Linked DNA regions of Mus musculus: region 2 is linked to region 1. A link is a contact called in public Hi-C data. All regions are on one chromosome and are shown on one strand. The core of a region is the stretch at or near the end of the contact, and the rest is flanking DNA. Distances in the headings are between cores, read along the strand shown. Region 1 has its middle 59 kb from the start of Gm46324. Region 2 overlaps Gm38407 (predicted gene, 38407).

Evidence for each region. A called contact is a pair of places that touch in the nucleus more often than the background predicts.
Region 2: a Hi-C map of the C2C12 cell line shows a contact between it and region 1, with 3 times the contacts expected there. The contact joins two enhancer-like sites. A contact is called at or near these places in 1 of 15 datasets of contacts at CTCF or cohesin (the NIH/3T3 cell line) and 3 of 484 Hi-C or Micro-C datasets (the C2C12 cell line and nephron progenitors).

The regions. Positions count from the first base shown.
Region 1 is chr12:10,133,233-10,139,507 of GRCm38.p6, forward strand. No RefSeq gene overlaps it. Among named protein-coding and RNA genes, the nearest start is that of Gm46324, 59 kb to the left of the region's middle. Within about 2 kb of position 2,794, at least 11 of the 459 cell types and tissues checked have an H3K27ac peak or open chromatin away from gene starts, as enhancers often do. A contact at or near this core is called in the C2C12 cell line, where this site is marked.
Region 2 is chr12:10,530,259-10,536,533 of GRCm38.p6, forward strand. It overlaps Gm38407 (predicted gene, 38407), which reads left to right. Exons shown (of 12, transcript NR_110487.1): 12 at 714-1,045. Among named protein-coding and RNA genes, the nearest start is that of Gm38407, 87 kb to the left of the region's middle. Within about 2 kb of position 3,928, at least 3 of the 459 cell types and tissues checked have an H3K27ac peak or open chromatin away from gene starts, as enhancers often do. A contact at or near this core is called in the C2C12 cell line, where this site is marked.

The DNA.
Region 1 (6,275 bases), core at 1,544-4,043:
TAGGAAAAGAAGGTCCAGCAACAGTCCCAAAGTAGGATACAGATCAAGAGGAGGTCCCAACAACTGACACTATTACTGAGGCTATGGAGCACTCACAAAAAGGGACTTAGCATGACTGCCCTCTGAAAAACCCAACAAGAAGCTCAAAGAGTCAGGTGCAGATATTTGTACCCAACCAATGGACAGAAACAGCTGACTCCTGTTGTTGAATTAGGGAAGGCTGAAAGAAGCTGAGGAGAAGGGCAATCCTGTAGAAGGACTAGCAATCTCAATTAATCTGGACCCCTGAGATCCCTCAAACATTGGATCACCAAACAGACAGCATACACCAGCTGATGTGAGGCCTCCAACACACATACAGTAGAGGACTTCCAGGTCTGTGTTCTTTCAGAGATAATGCACCTAACCCTCAAAGAGAATGGAGGCCCCTGGGAGTTTAGAGGTCAGGTGGGGTCAATGGTGGGGTCATCCACATGGAGACAGGGGGTGGGGAGGAGGTATGGGAAGTGGACTGCCAGAGGATGGATGGGGAGGTGGGTGTGAATGGATTATAGAATGTAAAAATAAATTTTAAAAAAAGGAAAAAAAAGAATTAAAATACACACACACACACACACACACACACACGCACAAATGCTATTGTTTCCTTGGCATTGAGAAAATAAATCTCTTAAGTTCACCCTGTCAGACTAAATGAGTAAAACAAGAAAAATAAACAAAAGATCAAGTGGATCCTTGCACAAAACCTATCACTCTTGCCATTTGAATTGAACCAGAATCTCCAGATAACAGTGACCACCAAAGCAAAGGAAGAAGAACAAAAAACTGGAGCTTTCGATTTGTTTTCAGTAACACAAGACTTGCCCTCACTAAAATGTTGTCCTGGGGAGTTAATTAAACAGCCAATCTGGCCTATCCTGAGATGTGAGGGGACCTGTGACAGGCTGAACAAATGGGCCAGGAAAGGTGTGTGCTGTTTGGCTTGATTGAGGAGCTTGGGTTTTTCACCCCTAACTCTCCTGCCATCTGGACTTGAGTTTGTGGAATGTGGGATGGCTGCCTCTCTGCGCTTATCTGCTGATAAGATTTTCAGCCTCAAACACATGTACTCAAAAGGCAGGGAGCAAGCATTTTAGACTTTAAACAGCTTCCAAACCCTCCCTCTGAAGTGCCCATTGCACTAAGGCAGGGAAAGGAAGTAAACACACTCGCATGCTTTGCCCTTTCCCTATCTAGGATGTTTGATGTCAAAATGAACAAAGACTAAATAGAAAAGGTTGCCGAAGGGGAAACTGGAGCCATGATGTGCCTCCTAAGCCGTAGGACTCCAAAGTTAATCATCTTTAAGAAGATACACCCGTTCAAAGAAGTTTTATTGACACTTAAGGAACAATAACAACGTTTACAACTGCCTGGTCATCAAGCTGAATCCCAGAAAACAAATTATTTAAGGATGTTTATGGACCAACTATGCAAAGTTGTCCTCTGACATCCACACCTGAACCATGGCACATGCACACACACTTCATGTGTGCCTGCACATAATAATAGAGTCTTTTAAAACATCTTCATAACTCTGCCACGTGATCATCCAGTGACCCATTTTTCATGTCCTACTTTGCCACAAGCACAAAGTAGAAGCTTGAATTACCAAGCCATTTAATTCACTAAAGCCTAGTTTTCAAGGAGTTTATACCCAGGAACATGGGCAGAAGAGCAGAAACACTACAGGACAGAGTGACACAGGCCCTAAGAAATAGAAACTCTGATTCGGCTTCAAGGCCAGAGATAGAACCCACTGAACAAGATGCCATCTCATATGTTGTTTGATTTTCAAAATTCTCTTTCTGGCTCATCCCATCTCAGGCTAATGTTTAAGCTCAAAGAGGGAATAAGCCTTTTCCATTTGTGAAGTTGGAAATATATAATGGTAAGTGCGATCAACATATTCCTTTTTGGTATCATAAGTTTATGGTCTTTAAATGACTGGAATTTTACCACAGGGAAAAAACTTTATAGAATTTTATTTATTAAAAATATTACAAATGTCTCTCAAAGAGCTGAACTGTATCATACTCCTGTATCCTAGGATACTAGGAAACATGACTTCTTTGATCTTAACTATTTTAAAGGGGCAAATTCTTCTCTTATCTTCTTATAGTACCTAATCAGTTTAATAGGAGATGAGTGATCTGATTTCTTCCTTGACAAAAAGCAAAGAGAAAATTTAACCTACACAACCCCTGTGGTGTCTGAATTAGTGTCTAGTAATACCAGAAGTAATTGCAGAAAGACATAAGATAAGGATACCCTATTTGGCAAAATAATTGCAAACTGATGGAATGCTTTTATTTACAGCTGTCATATTAATTAATTAATATTAACTAATTGATTAATACACTGACACCTGTGAATCCAAACTCAACAAACAAGCAGGCATACATAACAGCCCTGAAAGATAAGTGTTAATAAACTGGTGTTGAAATGTATGCTGTTTAAAAATTCTGGCACTCTTTAAGGGCCTACTTTCTGTAATTTCACATAGTCCCTAGTCAATGCTGTTCTCTGAATTTGCCATTGCATACATTTCATTCTCTAAATGTACCAAACTTATCTCCTCAGAAATCTCTGCAGCCCTTCAAACATCACCTCCCTCCGTTGGTTTACTCATCCCAATGCTCCCGGATTCTGTTTTTCTGGCCAAGTGAGGAAAAGCCCTCTTGCTTCTAGAGGTCACACACTATCTTGATTTAGCAGGTTGGGCCCCTGAATCACTCCTCTTCTCAGTAGCAAAGAATGCAGGCTCAGAAGGATTAATTACCAAAGCCAGTAATCCTGACTCCAGCCTACAAATATATGGGGAAGTCCAACAAAAATCTTGAAAGTGATTTGCAACATTCTGTTCCAATCTGTCTCATGAGTAATGCCACTTTGACACCTCTTACCCATGTAAACAGAATTATCTCACACACATCAGCTATTCTTTCTGAACCCTCTCCTTTTCACCCCGAGGCTCAATTTTCCCTCCCCTGAAAGAAGATCAACATAGTTTTACTAATAGCTTCTACCTCACTCTCCCTAGTGAAATGAATACCCTCTCAAGGTAGGAATGCCAGTAGCTTGTTTTATTACAAGTCATATGTACTCCCACAGGCCTGGGCAAAAATTAATTATGTATTTTGGTCTCCAGCCCAGGGGACATAGAAACGCTTGGCAAAATCTCATAAGTCGGATCAAACCTGGCAACTGTCGTCACATCACATCAGTGAAATCTCAGTTTACTCAGAAGGAACCAGAGTGGAAATTCCTGATTGACCATTAAAAGGCTTAAGCAGGTAGCACTTTCTTGAAATTATTTTGATTTGGACTCAGTAGGCTAAAATTCAGCCAGAGACCACACATCTGCCCATCATAGTAGAACAGTTGTCTGTGAACCTGCCCTTCCATACCCACAGATTCCACAACCAGCCACAGACCAAAACCTTCTAAAATCTTACGTCTGTGCTGAACAAATACAGATATTTCTTGTCATTATACCTTATACAATGCAGAAAAGCAACTATTTGCATACTATTTACATTGTACTAAATACAATGTAGAAATAATTTAAAGAACATGAGATAGATATGTGTGTGGGTTACATGAAATGCTATACCATTTTAGATAATTTTATATAGTAGACATGAGCAACTGTGGATTTGGGCAATTGAACAAGGGCCTGGAACCAATCCTCTGCAAATGCCATGGATGATTGTAATTCTGTGAATGAACATACTTGCAACCTGTATGTCATGATTGACCATTGAATATAAATAAAAGATATCATTGATTTTTTATGTATCCACACACACATACAGTACCATACATGACTATAAAATTATTTTTATCTATGTTAGTGTATATAAATAATATAAAATATTAGAGTTTGATATTGCCCAAGTGAGACTCTGGTTCAGAATGTTAAAAGCATCTTAATATATTCAATAAAAGTTTGAATTACTGAAAAAAAGGAATTATAGAAAATGATACCTCACAAAAAGCCACATATTAACATGAGTATAGATACAATTAAAACCCAGATAACTAAGACCTATATGTATAGCAAGAAATATATTTAGGTGTGTTAAAACCATGAAGTTTACTGTGCACATGTACCCAACATGGGTCACAGAGAAAAGTTCTTTTTTCCTCACAAATAGCCACCAGGGTCTGTTTCTGCTGTTGATTTATTAGTTTTTGAATCACATTGTATCAGGTAAGGGCTTAATGTGCTGCAGATGTAGAAAATTGTACTCCCTTCCCATGCCTACTGTTGAAGGTGGTGTGTCTCGAGTCAGTGGAAAAGAAGGTAATTGTGACCACCTTGTATGTGTTTTGGTGTCCTCCGAGTGTCTGGGAACTGACACTGAATGACCGTTGCTGCAGGCACATTCATTTTCTCTCTGGACTCAGCATCATATAAATGTAAGGCTGTATGTCATTCTTTCCTCTGAACAAGTTCAATTAGGATGTATTTTATAAGGATTCAAGAAGGCAGAGTGGGAATGTGACAGGTGTTTAGGGTGATTCTATCCTAAGCATTAGATGTGCATTATAGAGGCTCCAAAGGAGAATGGGTGACAGAATGTCCTTGAATACTCTTAGAGGAATTCTCACATCTTCAAACACCTTTAGACTCCAGGAAAGAATAACCCTATTTATAGACCTGTGTGGAAGATTCTTAATCAACTGTTCACAGTGTAGAACTTAAATATTTATACAGAAGACCCCGCCCATACTCACTTCTCCAACTACTATAGAATGAGTAGGATTCTATCATGACCCAGAGCACATGAGGTGCCAGCAGGACTGGAGCACTAGAAACATAATGAAGAAGTCCTGTCTCTCAAATAACACATAATAGAGAGGGGTGTTGGAGATAGTTTATAATAAAAGTCAGTGAACAGAAACCAGTACAAAAACAGAGACAATTAGCAGGGAATACGAGTTGGAAAGAAGACTGAGTAAAATTAATGTCATCATTGTGAAGGTACCTTTTAAACCAAAAACTTTATCTAAACAGTAGAAATTACAAATGCAAAGTCTCTCTACTAGAGGCAACGTTGCCCTGTTCAAAGTACAGACAAAAGCCCCATTTAGCTGAAGTTTAGAGAATGAAGTACTTTTGGAGCACAACTACAATAGGAAGAATTCCTTGAAAGCTCATGAAGTGTTCAATTTCTGCCACTCATGTGCACAGCCAGCATGAGTCATCCCAGGAACTATTGATATGAGGGCTGGATTCTGTCCCTTTATTCCCTCCCATTGCACAATGGAAGATGATCCGGATGGGCATGGACTAAGCACATGAGACTTCAAACTGCAGAGTTTCCTCCAAGAGGTGGTAGAAGAGGAGGAGACATCTTAAGCCCAAGGGGGATTCAATATAGCTTCGCTGACATGAAGATTCATCAGGCTATATGGTAAGGAAAACAATAATGAACAATCTAGAGTCAATTTTTAAAAATTCTAGAATTATAAATAAAAGTCCCCCTGGAGGTTACAAAGGGAACTGAATGCTCAATTCTACTGTGATGCACTGAAGAGAAGCTGGCTATGCTGCTGACCTCTCCACAGGAGGGTGAGTGGTAAGTAGATTTAAGATGCCTGTGTGTTTGTAGCAATTTGTTTGACAGCATGGGCCTGTAGTAATGAAGGCAGAAAGACAGTCAGGGTTAAATAGTTTAAGGCGAAAAATTTCAAGATAAATGCCTGTGCTATCAGGGTACTATCAATAGTTGGTAGGTAGTGTAGAGCAAGGTTGTAGTTTAACAGGAGCCCCTAGGTATCTGGAGGAGAAAAGGCAGGAGAGCAAGGAATATGCTAATCAAGAATGACCAGGTGGGGTTGCATCTATGTGAGGATAAAATCCCAGGCCCTCTGGAAGAGCAGCAAGTGTTCCTAATGGCTGAGCCATCTCTAATGGCCTCTGCAGAATATATTAGTGCTGGCCCTCTGCCTGCCAACCGCACATTTACTATTTTTATTCTTCATTTTATGTTCATGTATGTTTTCCCTGCATGTCTTTGTACCACATATGCTCAGTGCTTTCAGAGATCAAAAGAGTGTGTTGGATTTAGTGGTTGTGAACCACCATGTGGATGCTGAGAATTGAATCTGGGACCTTAGGAAGAAGAGCAGCACTCTTACCTGCTAAGCCATCCCACCACCACACCCACTCCATTCACTTTTAAAATCAAATGCCAAACCTGTTCTTTGTAATGAGTTTTTCTTTC
Region 2 (6,275 bases), core at 2,678-5,177, 400 kb after region 1:
TCAGCTAATGTCCTCCCTGTTAGGTCCTGGGAGTCTCTTGGGTCCCTGGTATCTGGGACATTTTAGTGGCTACTCCCAGTTCCCCTCTCCCCACTGCTACACACCTACTTTCAAATCCTGACCCTCTGTACTTCTAAACCAACAACCGAAGAGTACACATGGGGGGGACTCATGGCTCTACCTGGGTATGTAGCAGAGGGTTGCCTTAGCTGGCATCACTGGTAGGGGAGCCCCTTAGTCCTGTGGTGGCTCAATGACCCAGGGTAGGGGAATGCTAGGGTGCTGAGGCAGGAGTGGATGTGGGGGGGAGAGTACCCTCATAGAGGCAGGGGATGGGGAGAGGATAGAGATATTGTGGAGGGAAATCTGGGAAGAAGGATACCATTTGAAATGTAAATAAGTATAATAACCAATAAAAAGTGAAAAAAGATATGCCTTTGACTCCTGAAAGAAAGAAATGATGCTCTTAGGAACAGATTCATCTTAAAGAAACGGACCCTGCCTATGGTGAGTAAAGGCCTTGAGAATTTCCCCTTGCATTGCACAAACAGTTATAACATTGTGTGATGTGGGAGGGTGTGAAAGTGTTAGCTGAAGGTAGCATCATAGACGCATGAATACAACTGATTTTCAGCTCTCAGGGTTGGTCTTACAGTCTGTGTAGGTCTATCTACAAATCTTTAGATCTGTATTCTTTTCCTTGCCCGTTACAGATAGACTGTCTTTCTACATGGGCCTGGGATTTCTAAACTGAAACCCGGGAGGAAAGAGCACATGGCATATCATCCCTCTGTCCAGGGAAGTCTTTGTCCTTGATGGACATCATCAGAAAGAAGAAGAACAGCATGTGACATGTGGAAAGAATGGAACACTCCAGAACTTCTTGCCCCAACAGTTAAACATTATTTTAGAGAGGGCTGTGTGCCAGTTTGCTAGAATTGAATGCATCAGATTTCTAACATCTAATAACAGATGTTCTGGCTACATTTCATGAAATCATTTAATATTGCTTTATGCTGCGGTAATAAAAATGTCATCTGGCTCTACTCGGCCCAGGTTGCATATCTTCCTCAAAGGGTCAAAATGATTTGATGCAGTTCTTGGATCAAAGGGGCTGATGGTGCCTGAATCTTACAGGCTAGTGGACAGGATATGATCTAAGAAGGGACATGTGCTGCTGCCCTAATGTGTGCTTTATATCCAATAGTCAAGGTATGCCTCTGACCCCTAAGCTTGCACAGATTTGAATTCTAAGTGTAAAAGTAGTTTTGGGGAAGCTCACACTTTCTATTCCCCTCATATCTCACATCTGGCAGCATGAGTGTATGAGGAATGCTAAAATAGGTGGACCAAACATGCAGGATGTAACTGGCATGGTACCAGACTTTATCACCAAGGACTTGGAGCAGAATAAGCAAGTAGAGATGATTTGGTCTCTCAAAATAGGCATTGCAGGAGAGTTAGAATTATTCACTGAGGCAGGGGAAGAGAAAATGCATTTAATGAAGCCTGACTATAAATTAGAAGACCTTGCAACACCAAGAGATGGTGAAGCTGTCAAGATGACTTGAAGATTGAAATAACTAAGTTCATCAAGAAATAAAGTAGATAACAGTAAGCCAGGGGGGTTTATTCAGTTCAGAACATATCTAAAGTAAAAACCAAACAAAGGACAAGGTGGGGTGCAAGAGAAAAATTCTGGGCTCCCTGTGGACTATTCTAGAAACAAATTAAAGGAAATAAAGGGAAATTTAGAGACTATAAAAATGAACATGTTTCATAAGGTTTTAAAGAGTAAAAAATCCTCCACAGAAACTATGATACTGATGCTTCCTAAAATCAAAGACCAATATTGAATACCAGCAATGGTGGCACATCAGCTATTTAATCCTACAGCTGTCTACTACATGGGCTCAGAATCCTAGAGGAAAACAATACTGCCTTTTCCTTTCCATTTTCATTGTCAATTTGACTGGGCCTGGAATCACCTTGAAGTTGTACATCTGGGCACATCTTAAAGGGTGTTCCTAGGGACATATAAGTGAGAGAAGAAGATAGACCTATCCTGAATGTGATAGTAACATCCTATAGGCTAGGGACCTGAATTGAATAAAAAGAAATTCAAGGAAGAAGTTGACACAGTGCAATCAGTCACTCCCTACACCTACTAAATGATCTCATGTTATAAGCTGACATAAGTCACTCTTTAAGTTCTTTTCCATGTATTTTATCACAATGTTCAATGTACATAATATACAAGAAAAGTAAATAAACCTTGAAGCCAAATTAATGCCTGCAGCAATAATAATTGCAAAGGATTTTTGTATCTCAGAGAATAGTAGCTAAAGCCTATTGTGAGGGTGGTGTGGCATTTTAAAACCTCTGCACAGTATGAAACAATTACAAGAATAAACAGATAAACTAAAGAACAGAATAAAAATATTTCCAGGCTATTGACTTGCAAGGAATTGATATTCAGAATATATAAAGAATACAACTAGCAAAAGAACAAATAATCCAACTTGCAAATGGGCAAATTGATTATCCATTTGAAAAATAACACACACATATGAAAACAACAGCAGCAGCAGCAGCAACAACCATAAGCAGTTGCTAAATGTGTGGGGGAAACATCAAGATATTTAGTCATCAGGAAGATGCAAATTAATCCTACTCTAAGTCTCGTTCATTCTCTTCTTTATTTTTGAGAATTTAATAGATGTGTACAATAAAATATCATTTCTTCCATTATTCCCATTCATGGCTCCCCTACCCCCTTTGGATAGCCTACTACGTCCAGTTAGTCCTGCCTTTATGTGTATGGGTGGGGCCATTCTGTGGAGCATGGGAAAACTATTAGGGCCATAATATCAATACAGAATGATTATTTGCTAGGAACTATCACTACCAATAGCTCCTCATATGAAGTGGGACCTTGAGATCATCTACTCTATGTATGCCAAGATTTTGACTGCTGAGAGTTAATAAGTTCAATAGCCATATCACATCCGGAAAACATCATCATTTCTCCTGTCTTCCAGATCTGACATTCTTTCTTCCTCCTCTCCTTCTAATGTTCCCTGAACTTGCTGGAGATGAGGTTTTGTTTAGGGCTGAGCTCTTGGTCCCTTATTCTCAGTGCTGTGAATAGCAACTCATCTCTCCATGATTGCTTACAGTACAGGGAAAAAAAAAAAAAAAAAAACAAAACCTCTCTGACCAAGGTTGAGACCTCGGGTCTGTCTGCCAGGAGACAAGCAACCTTGAGAAGTCTGGGATGCTACCTTGGGATTCTATTTCACCCTTGTCTGATGGCTATCATCAAGAAAACAAAAATGGTAAGGAGCATTATTGACTAAATCATAAAGTAGTCAGTTCACAATGGGAATTAGTATGGCAAAAGCCTCAAAAAAAACTAAGAAGAGAACTAGACTATGACCTTGTTACATCACTCCAGAACGTACATATAAAGAAACAAAATCTGTATACATGCCCAAATATGCAAGCTTATTGTAGCACTAGTCACTATAGCCAATTTATGCAACAGCCTTGATATCTGATGATGAATGAATGACTGAAGTATGGCTTATGTACACAATGGGTGTTATTATTTAGCCATGAAAAAGAATGAAACTATTTAATTTGCAGAGAAAATAATTGAGTGAAAATTGAGATCATATTACATAAAATAGCTAAATTCATGTAAGAACATATCTTACATATTTTCTCTCATATGCAGAATTTAGACTTTTAAAGAAAAAAAATCAAACAAGACCCACCCCATGGGAGACAGCCAAGCCCGACACTTTCATGATATTCTGCTATGCTTGCAGACAAGAGGCTACCATAACTGTATTCTGAGACGCTCCATCCAGCGACTGATGGAAGCAGATGCAAAGACCCATAGCCAAAACATAGGTGGAGCTCAGGAAGTCCTGTGGAAGAGCTGTGGGAAGCACTGAGGGGGAGCTGGAAGGATCAAGGATACCACAGGATGACCTACAGAGGAAACTAATCTGTGCCTATGAGGCGCACAGAGACTAAACCACCAACCAAAGAGCATGCGTGGGCGGGATCTAGACATCCTGTCAGAAGTAGCAGATGCATAGCTTGCTCTTCATATGGGTCCCTTAACAATTGGAGCAGGAACTCTCTCTGACTCTGTTGCCTGCCTTTAGATTGCTTTCCCACAGCTGGGCTTCCTTGTCTGGCTTCAATGGGAGAGGGTGCACTCAGTCTTGCTGAGATGTAAGAGGGTAGGCTGGTAGCCGTGGAAGGCCTCCTCTTATCTGAGGAAAAGAGGATGGGGAATGGAGGAGGGTGTGTGAGAGTGGAACTGGGACGAGAGTAGCGAAATGTCTGTGATCAGGCTGTAAAGTGAATGAATGAATGAATAAATAAATTGGTGAAGAAAAATAGAAAAAAAATCAGACAAGAAAGTAAAGGATAGTAATTGGGAAGAGGAAAGGAACCAATGAGAGGAGCCAAGGAGGACAAAGGAAGTGGGTGTGGTTAAAAAGCACTATATATATATATATATATATATATATATGAAAGTATTAAGATGGAATGCACTATTTTACATAATCAACATGTGTTAATATTGCAAATATTATAATATTAGTATACATATAACTAAAAACCTTTTTTTTTCTGAAGGAAAGTAGACAGCCACCAAGGAGTTGAACCTGAGATGGCCTGGATGGAAAAGGTCCTTGCTGCCAAGGCCAAGGACCTGAGTTCAAACCACAGGTCCTTCTAACCTCTTCATATAGGTAGATACACAAACACATAAACAAAAATAAACAAATAAAATGTAAAAGTGGATCTAACATTTAATATTCAATGTAAAGATTGAATGCTAACTTTCCTTTTCTTGTACCTTGAGCCAGGTAGGTGCTGCCTCTAACTGATTCATGAAGAATATCCGAGAAAGTACAGTAATGGAGATAATTTGCTGTGGTTTATGTTTGACATGGTCTAGTGTGCTGTGTCAGGGCGGTGGTGTGAAGCAGGATGCGAGGCTAGTAGGAAGCTTCCGTCAATGGCATGCATCCCTGAAGTGGGTTAGAGGACGTTTGTCCCTTGGTTCTTTCTGCCTCTGGCTTCCCAGGTATGGGATGAGTGGTTTGTCTCAGTCACTCTCATGACACACTGCGTTTTCCAAAATATAAGGCTAACTGATCATCAATGGAACACTCTAAAACTGTGAGCCAATATAGTCATGTTCTCTAGATATCTCTAGATAGTTGTGGATCTCGGTGTTGACCGAGTGATCAGAAGCTAGCAGTCAGTAATGTGGAGAGCTCGGCTAGTTTCATGCTCTGTGCCAGTTGAGTTTTTTGAGTCTTTTTATGTTGCTTTCTCTTACAATTATCTTAGAATACAATTACTTCCTTACCTGTCTTTGATCACATTGTTTATGAGACTAGTAGGAGCCAAACTACTTCACCATGACACTGAATCCCTACCACTGACCAGAGGAGCAGAGTTGATTTCTATGAGCCTGGGAAACCTGCTGGAAATACCAGACCTCTTCCTCTGAGCCCTAGCACAGGTGAATAATGGCTTTTTAAAACTCTTTATTTTAGGAAGCTGAATTGATATATTGAAACATGGTCCCAGGAGCTGGATGTGAACTGTCCAGCTAGAAGAGTAAAGAAGCCTGCAGAGGTACCCAACTCTAACGCCACCTGAGACCCCTTCCTGGCTCTGCCTTGTGTAAAGATCCACACAAGGTCCTCAAATGAAGAGCAGGGGCTGTAGATCTCCGCTGGGTCCAGGTCCAACACATGAAACTCCAGCTGTCTGGTGATGGGCTTTCTGGGCCAAGGCCAAGGCAATGGTATGCTCCTCACAGGTAGTCTTTTCCCGTTTCTGAGGCTCCCCAAGGTGTATTCAATAATGCGCTCCTCATCCTGAAGCAGATGGGAAAGTGTTTTAAAAGGTGCCAGGTTTATTTATGGAAGCAGGAGACAGCATTTAAGAGATGCGCTTTGCCAATGTGAAATGTGAACTCTCAAAACAGGAAGTGTGCTTTACTGCCCATTTATTTTATTGCTGTATCAGCTGCCCAGAGCTGAGGAATCCTTCCTCTCAGGCATTATTTATTTTCTAACTTCTGAACTAGAACGTCTTGACCATCGGTTCATCCGACTCCTTGAAGCCCGATTCCAACTCCGACCATGTGCCCTGTGCCTTACTGTCGTCCGGAATGCTTCACGGAGAGCACTGGAGACATTGGAAAAACATTGCTCAGCCAGCGTCTTTGTGTT